Regions from separate parts of the Sus scrofa genome. Here regions 2 and 3 are each linked to region 1. Evidence: chromatin contacts called from public Hi-C data. All regions are on one chromosome and are shown on one strand. Each heading gives the region's core, a stretch centred on a gene start, on an enhancer-like site or on the middle of the called end of the contact. The rest is flanking DNA. Distances are from core to core; before and after follow the strand shown. Region 1 holds the start of AMOTL2 (angiomotin-like protein 2). Region 2 holds the start of CEP63 (centrosomal protein of 63 kDa). Region 3 has its middle 20 kb from the start of ANAPC13.

What was found. A called contact is a pair of places that touch in the nucleus more often than the background predicts.
Region 2: a Hi-C map of liver shows a contact between it and region 1, with 3 times the contacts expected there. The contact joins the promoter of CEP63 here to the promoter of AMOTL2 in region 1. A contact is called at or near these places in 3 of 5 promoter capture datasets (fetal skeletal muscle, liver and skeletal muscle), 20 of 47 Hi-C or Micro-C datasets (adipose tissue, brain, embryonic fibroblasts and 12 more) and 1 of 2 datasets of contacts at active chromatin or transcription factors (skeletal muscle).
Region 3: a contact with region 1 is called in a Hi-C map of embryonic fibroblasts, with 3 times the contacts expected there. The contact joins the enhancer-like site here to the promoter of AMOTL2 in region 1. A contact is called at or near these places in 21 of 47 Hi-C or Micro-C datasets (alveolar macrophages, brain, embryonic fibroblasts and 14 more) and 1 of 2 datasets of contacts at active chromatin or transcription factors (skeletal muscle).

The regions. Positions count from the first base shown.
Region 1 is chr13:75,506,103-75,508,624 of Sscrofa11.1, reverse strand. AMOTL2 (angiomotin-like protein 2) reads left to right here and starts at 1,265. Exons shown (of 12, transcript XM_021069473.1): 1 at 1,265-1,395.
Region 2 is chr13:75,604,365-75,606,886 of Sscrofa11.1, reverse strand. It overlaps CEP63 (centrosomal protein of 63 kDa), which reads right to left and starts at 1,263. Exons shown (of 13, transcript XM_021069477.1): 1 at 1,181-1,263. It overlaps ANAPC13 (anaphase promoting complex subunit 13), which reads left to right and starts at 1,872. Exons shown (of 3, transcript NM_001178070.1): 1 at 1,872-1,895.
Region 3 is chr13:75,583,641-75,586,162 of Sscrofa11.1, reverse strand. No RefSeq gene overlaps it. Among named protein-coding and RNA genes, the nearest start is that of ANAPC13, 20 kb to the left of the region's middle. Within about 2 kb of position 1,257, at least 6 of the 83 cell types and tissues checked have an H3K27ac peak or open chromatin away from gene starts, as enhancers often do. A contact at or near this core is called in embryonic fibroblasts, omental adipose tissue and retroperitoneal adipose tissue, where this site is marked.

The sequences.
Region 1 (2,522 bases), core at 16-2,515:
CGAAAAGAGCTGGCGAAGGTGTTTGTAAACAGTAAGAGTGCAATTCAAAGGTTGCCGCTGGCGGCGAAAGCAATGGGGGTTTAGAGAGGAGGCTCAGTGCTGGGAGCGGGATTCAGCTCTTCGCCGGGAGCACAGTTCAAGTCAGGGAGAGATGAACATTTTTGCAGTCCTCGCTCCGTGTGCAACACACACACACACACCCCAAGCCCCCCAACCTCAACTCCATCCCGCAGCAACGCCCAGAGTCCCTCAGGGACACTCGATGCAGTCTAGCCAAAGGGGTTGGAAAAGGCAGGGACAGGATTGTGAGGGGCCGATTTGGGGACAGTAAGGGCTCGAGTTGGATTCATTCGTCCCCAGCCGATCTGAAGAGCCGGGGGCGCGGGGCGGGGAGGTGGGCAGCGCGTGCTGCAGGCCCAGGGCAGCGGGGTAGCAGCGCCGCCTCCCCGGAGGAAGGCGGGAGCGAGGAGGAGGGAGCAGGAGGAGGCGGAGGGCCGAGGAGGGCGGCGCGCTGCGAGGTTATTTGTGGTTCGCTTTGATCCCGAGGGGGAACCTGAAACTCTCACATTCCTGGCATAGCAGCCGCCTCCGGCGCGGGCCGACCCTGGGGCTGGGCGCTGGGGCCCGAGCGGTCAGAGCGTCGACGCCACCGCCGAGAGCACACCTCCGCCGCCGCGCTGAGCGGAACCGGGCTAGGCCAGGTCGTCCGGTCGGACCGCACCGAGCGCCCGTGGGCCGCAGCGGTAAGGAAGGCCGCTTGGTGTTTGGCGGAGCGCACGGGGCAGCAGAGGCGCTCCCCAGCCGTAGCTCGAGCTCGGGTGCAGCCCGACCTTTTCCGGGAGCGGGAGCGGGAGCTGGAGCCAGGCGGACCCAGCGTCTTCCAGGCGCAGCAAGCCCTTCCCAGCCGCCGGGAAGCCGGACAGCGGCCGGGCGCCTGGGGTCTCCCGAAAATGTGCGGGTCGACTGGGGCTAGAGGACGGGACAGCCTTGCGGGGAGCGGAGTGGGTGTTTGGGGTCGCGGGTTGGGGAGAGGGGTGCGGATCCGGGCAGGAGGCGCCGTTTGGAGCATAAGTCGCAGGGCCCTGGGGGCTGACTTGGTTTAGGTGGGGGTTACAGGTGTCTCTGCCCCCCAACTAGCCCAAGAATTCCTCTTTGTCTTCCTTGGAAAATCCTCTCTGGAGCCACGGTCTGGCTCTCACTTAGAAAGAATGCAGCCTGCCGTCCAGCCCGGTGACGTCAGCGCTGGAGCATTTGGAAAACAAAGAGGGCTCGGAAGGGAGGGAGGGAGGCGGGCCCGCGACGCTTAAAGACCTCTCCGGACCGCGGGCTACTCTTGTCCACCCGCTGCAGGGACAGCGGCGGCCACCGGGTTCTTGTGGTCACCCAGGAGTCCGGGTAGGGCGGGATCTCTGGCTGGGGTGCGATCTGACTTAGCGATCCTCGCTTTAGCTGCTTAGGAGAGCGTGAGTTCAGGCAAAGGCCGGAGTTGCCTGCTTCCTTAGAAGAGGGGGTTTCAGAGAGCGGGGCGCGCTAGCGCAGCAAGGGTGCACGATCCGGGTCTGGGGCGCAGATTTTAATTACGGCTCAGCGGAAAGAATGTTCATCTGAAAGGGTTGACCAGGACCCTGCGGGATGAGAGGCGTGGGGAGGTTTTCCCTACTTCCAGGCACATAGTAGGGGGTGAGGGGGGCTGGAGTCTGTCTGGAAAGCTGTGTTCCCCGGTCCTCCTCAGCTGAAGTCAGCCCAGATAGCGATTAAATTAGGAAGTGCCCCCGTGAATGAAACGCTAGGGCGAAATGATTCCTGTTTGTTTTGCCTCTGGTAGCTCTAGAGTCTTGGATCTCCCCTCATTGTGTGTGTGTGTGTGTGTGTGTGTGTGTGTGTGTGTGTGTGTGTGTGTGTGTGTGTGTTGGGGGGGTGGAAGGGGTGCCAGGAAGGATGGGCACAGAGATGCCCTCTAGATTCATCTCCCGCTCCTGGTTCTGGGCAGCTGAGAGGGGAGGAGTGCATTGGGAATGGCTGCTTCCACCAAGCCCCAACTGAAGCAGAGCATTAGGGCTAGTTTAGTGGCAGAGAAGGGACAGCATTCTTCCTACTGACCTCCTCCCTTACTCATAGGACCTGTGGAGGTGTGGGTTTTGTTTAATCTTCCCTGAGTCTCAGTTTGGAGGTTTGTGTTGGAGGAGGCTGTGGAAAGGAAGCCAGGTGAGGCGGGCAGCCTTCCAGGCCATGAGCCATTGGGAGCTCAGGCTCAGAAGGGAACACCAACCTTAGGAGATATTATCTCCCTGCAGTTTAGGCTCAGAGGCCTCAGGTTCCTGCAGCCAAGAACCTCCCCCTTGGTCCCTTGCTCCTCCAGTTGGCTCAAGTGGGTGTGACTGATGTCAAGATGCTGAGTGCCCATCCCCTGTGCACCTAGAGGACCGTCAGGGCACTTCCAGGGAGCAAGTGTGTGTGTGAGTGAGTGAGTGTGTGTGTGTGTGTGTGTGTGTGTGCGCGCGCGCGCGCGCATGGCAGGGGAT
Region 2 (2,522 bases), core at 14-2,513, 98 kb before region 1:
AGTTGTGATCAGTATAAATATAAATATTCGAAGGTAGCATGTAGTTAATAATCCTTGATTTCCTCTTCATGTCTAGAAAATTAAATGCACGCATGTGGGAAACTATTACCACAGGGCACTAACCCTACAATACTGCTTTATTAAAAGAAGAAAAAATTCTTAAAGACTGGTTTAAGGAACTGTCTGTAAGGCTCAAGGAAAACTACTTTGTGCAAAGAAATGTACTGTAATTGCAAAGGAAGAGTAGTCGCTGACAGCGGACTCATCTTTACTGTTTCAAGAAGCATAAGAAAAACCTCATTATAAGCCTAGATTTACCGCCTTAAAGTATCTTGATGATTAAAGTGTTCTAAGGACCTATACCTTTTATTTCCTCAATTTATCATTTATTTCCCATCCCTGATTTGTATGGATCCCTAAGTCCAGGGTTCCCCAATTGAGTCCTTCATGTTTTCTGCCACATTTCTGTACCTCCAATACGTTTTTAACCAACTCACTTTTTAAAACTTGCTAAACTTCCCACCCGTGAATGAACCGCTATCACCTGCCATCAATGACCTAAGTCGCAACAATGCTAAGAAGCTAACCAGATGAGGCAGCCCAGGCGAGAGGGCCTTGCCGAGGATCCCTCCCCTGAAGTGGAAGAGTGGCCCGCGGCTAACTCCGCTCCGGGAAGACGAGCAGCTCGCCCACCCCGCCGCCCTCCCGCCGGCCCGGTCTCTAGGTAAGAGCTGACCACCTGGCTGGCCGGGACCGCACGCCGAGGGAGGCCATATCCGGCTTCGCGGGTCAGCCGGGCGTCAGCGAAAAGGCCGGGGGGCGGGGCGCCGGGGCGGAGCCGGGCCGGCGGGGGCGGGCCTGGAGGCCAGCGGGCGGCTGAGGAAGCAGGCCCCAGGCCATTCGGCCGCTCGGCCCGCGGCCCCACCGCAGCCAGGGCTACCTCCAGGCCCAGAGACGGCCGCCCCTCGCCCGTCCGACGTTCGCAATGCGGTTAAGGGCTGCCGCGAGCGCTCCCCGAGCCTTCCCGCCGTTACCTACGGCTGGGGGTGCGCACGCGCGGCACCGCCAACCTGACGTCCAGCCACAGCAGTCAGCACGTTCGTTTTGCCCACTGCTCCTTCACTTTTAATTAAAACAATGTCCTCCCTAACTCCCCCTGTGCTCCGGCAAATGGGCTCACCCACATCCGGGGATCGGAAAGTGAAGGACGTCTGGGTCACGTGATGCTGAGGGCGCGGTCGGCGGGGGTGTGTGACACGCTGGGTTTGGGGCTGGTAAAAGGGTTTGCGCGCACGTAATGTAGGGTCTGGAGATACGGGAGCGCGTTCGGACTCCTGCCGTTTCTCTTGGCTTAGGTCGTTGTTTTCACATCATCCTCTCCCTCCTAACCACTTCTCTTACCACACGTTGGGCGGGGAGGAGGGGAACTTGCTTGGCTGTCCGGACCCCCCCCCCTCGCTTCCGCATTTGGTATATCCCGCCTCGGGCCGGAAGCCGTGGCTGTGGGGCGGCCTCCCAGGCCTGTATGGACGGTGGTGGCCCGAGAGGGTCATTTCTAGCGAGGGAAAAGGCGTCCCAGTTTTGCTCATGTAACTGCATGTTTCACAGAGCTCTAAAGCAGAGATGAATAAAACTGCCCTCCCCCCGGGAAACGCAGGCGTCTCGTGTCTGGAAAGACCGTGTGACAGGCAATATACCAAGATCCTGATGGGGATCATTCTCTGTGCCCAGAGAACTATGGGACCCGCGGAGGGGCGGGGACTGCGCTCTTCTGGCTCTTAGAGAACGACTCCTGCAGAAGACGACCTGGGAGCTAAATTTTTTGGACAGTTTGGGGTTAGCTGGGGAAAAAAGGAAGAAGACAGAGCATTCCAGGCATTGGGACAGTCGTATGTGTAAGAAAACTTTGTTCAGGAAAGTGGTAATGCTTCATTCTGTTGAGTGAGGCAAGTGTTTGAGACGTAGTCATTTCCTGGTCATTGCCCCTCTTTGCCCGTCTTGTGCTTTCCTTTTTTCCAGCCCCTGAAGAGAGAAGGCACCTTAGCGCCTAACTCTGGAAATGGCATGTTGGTTCTGATGAGCTGACGCCAGCTTTGAGTTTGGAAGGAAAAATGGGTGTGTTAGTGATGGGGTAAAGAACTTTGAGTGCAAAGGCTGGAAAGGATAACAGAGTTAGAGGTGTTCGGAAGAGGGACAGGTGAAAAAAGATTGAGGCCAAATTGAGGAAAGATGTGCTGAGTCACTGACAAAAAATTTTACTACACACAGCAATTGGAAGCAGTAATACCTGAGCAGTTGGTCACAAAGTCGACCTGACTTGGTTAGTAGATCATAAGGACAAAAGGTAGATCAAGGGCAGGATGTGGGCTGAAGCTGGAGTGATCTGAGAAACCCTTACAGAAAGGTGGGATCTGTGTGTGACTGGGAAAATCAGCTGGAAGGGACTGTGATCTTGTAAATAACCTGACCCGGATGAGATGAGTCTTTCCCAAAGTGATATCATGCCAAAAGACACATCCAGG
Region 3 (2,522 bases), core at 8-2,507, 78 kb before region 1:
CTACCCCAGAAAGCTGGGCTCAAGAAACAGAGCCAGAAACTATCATACTAAGTGAAGTTAGTCAGACAGTGAAAGACAAACAGCACATGGTATCCCCTATATGTGGCATCTTAAAAAAAAAAAAAAAGATAGATACAAATGAATCTATTTGCAGAACAGAAACAGACTCACAGACTTTGAAAAACATATAGTTACCAAAGGGTACAGGTGGAGGGTAGGGATGGACTGGGGCTGGGGATTGGCATATGCGCACTGCGGTATATGGGATGACTGGCCAAAGGGGACCTGCTCTATAGCATAGAGAACTGTACCCATATTCTGTGATAATCTATGTGGGAAAAGAATCTCAGAGAGAATGGATATGTATATATGTATAACTGGGTCACTTGGTTGTACAGCAGACATTTTCACAACATTGTGAATTAACTATACTTAAATAAAATGAACAAACAAGAAACAGAGCCAGTTTTACACTAAAGATGAAATTTCACTCCCAGAAAAATAGCAAATCTGCCTGAGACTCCACAGCCATGTTGAAGCATACATAGAAACTTAAAAAATTGGGAGTTCCCGTTGTGGCTCAGTGATAAGGAACCCAACTAGTATCCATGAGGATGTGGGTTCAATCCCTGGCCTTGCTCAGTGGGTTGAGTATCCGGGCTGTTGCTGTGGCTGTGGTATAGGCCAGCAGAGCTCCAATTTGACCCCTGGCCTGGGAACTTCCTTATGCCGCACATGAGGCCCTAAAAAGAAAAGAAAGAAAGAAAGAAAGAAAGGAAGAAAGAAAGAAAGAAAGAAAGAAAGAAACTGTAAAAATTGTTTCAGTATGTAATCCAGAAACACTTGCTATTTATCCCGAAGTCACTGGTTTTTCCCTAAAGCTCTGCCTTAACAACTTTTTATCCTGAAACCCCTGTTTCCCATATTGAGTCATTGAAAATGGGTGGAAAGTGTCTTTCATTTTCTCGTCAAATGTTTTTAATAACATAATTTATGCCAGGCCCTGAATAAAGTGCTGCTATCAGATCAAATTATTGCCTCTTAGGCTTAATACTCTTTCTGCGTTTTTAGTATTAAAATGCAGAGTCTGCTGTGACTCTCTGAGCCTCCCATAAAGTGTTAAGAGTTTTCCACCTTCAAACGCTCTAAGTACTATGCAAGCCTAAAGAGGCCACTGCCTGTCTTAATAAGAATCTTCTGTTTATGATTCATGGATTAAACCCCCATAAATGGCTTCATGTACATGCCCAAAATATGTGGATCCACAAGAGGTCTGAGAGCATTCACGTAAGTATGTGTCTGCTCGTGAGAAAGTGTGTGTGGGAGGGAGGGCAGGGGTAGAAACTGTTTTAATTTTTAAAACCTAGAGGGACAAGGAAAACTATTTAGATACATCACTAGAGAAGTGAGTGTATAGGACATAAAGATGGGAGAAGCCAATGCATTTCCAAATTATCATTCCTTTGGCCTTTGAAAAGTTTACTCCTTGGTGAGAAACCACAGGCTGGTGTTTGTTTCCTCAGTGATAATTACACTATTGTTGTTCTTTAATCTCAGTGATTTTTAAAAGGGGGTTGAAATAGAATTAAAAAATAATTTCTTATCCTTTATAAAGAACCGTTTAGAGTTCCCTGGCAGCTCAGTGGGTTAAGAATTTGCCATGGGGTCATTGCTGTGGCACAGTTTCACTCCCTAGTCCAGGAACTTCCACATGCCATGGGAGTGGCCAAAAATAAATAAATAAAATCCTTTTATCTTTTTATTAAAACCTTATTTTAAAAATCTTTATCGGAGTTCCCGTTGTGGCTCAGCAGTAACGAACCTGATTAATATCCATGAGGACTTGGGTTCAATCCCTGGCATTGATCAGTGGGTTAAAGATCTGGAGTTGCCATGAGCTGTGGTGTAGGCCAGCAGTTGTGGCTCCAATTCGATGCCTGGCCTGGGAACTTCCATACTCTGTGGGTATGGCCCTAAAAAACAAAAAAGAAAAATCTTTATCACTCAGCATTTCATTATCTCAGTGATAATTACACTGCTGTTGGCATGGTGGCCTCCACACCATTACAGCACAGAGTGTCAGCCTGACTGTTTCTAAAAGGTCTCAGACAAGATCATCTCAGCCCAGGGTGTTCTATTATTTGACATGAGAAAGTGTTCTCCAGGCAAGCTGACCCTTTCTGATCAACTCCAGGTAATATCCATTGGATGAACAGAAGCCTAAGTACTGGACATGCTCTGAGCGAGGAACACATGCAAACCCTTTCCTGACCCCTCCCTGGCCCCTCGCCATGGCTTGCTTCTAGCTTTCATGGGAAGAAGCAACCAGAAACCTTGGAGCTATGACTTAGATGTTCTATGTTGTGTGAAATTGAAGATTGAACATATGAAGCTGGATTTTTTTCACCAACAACTCTGATGAAAGCTATTAACCAGAACATACTGAACTCCAGTTTTCATTTTGCTCTCAGATATAATCCCAACAAACAAACCTGTATCAAGGTAATATCCTATATCCAACA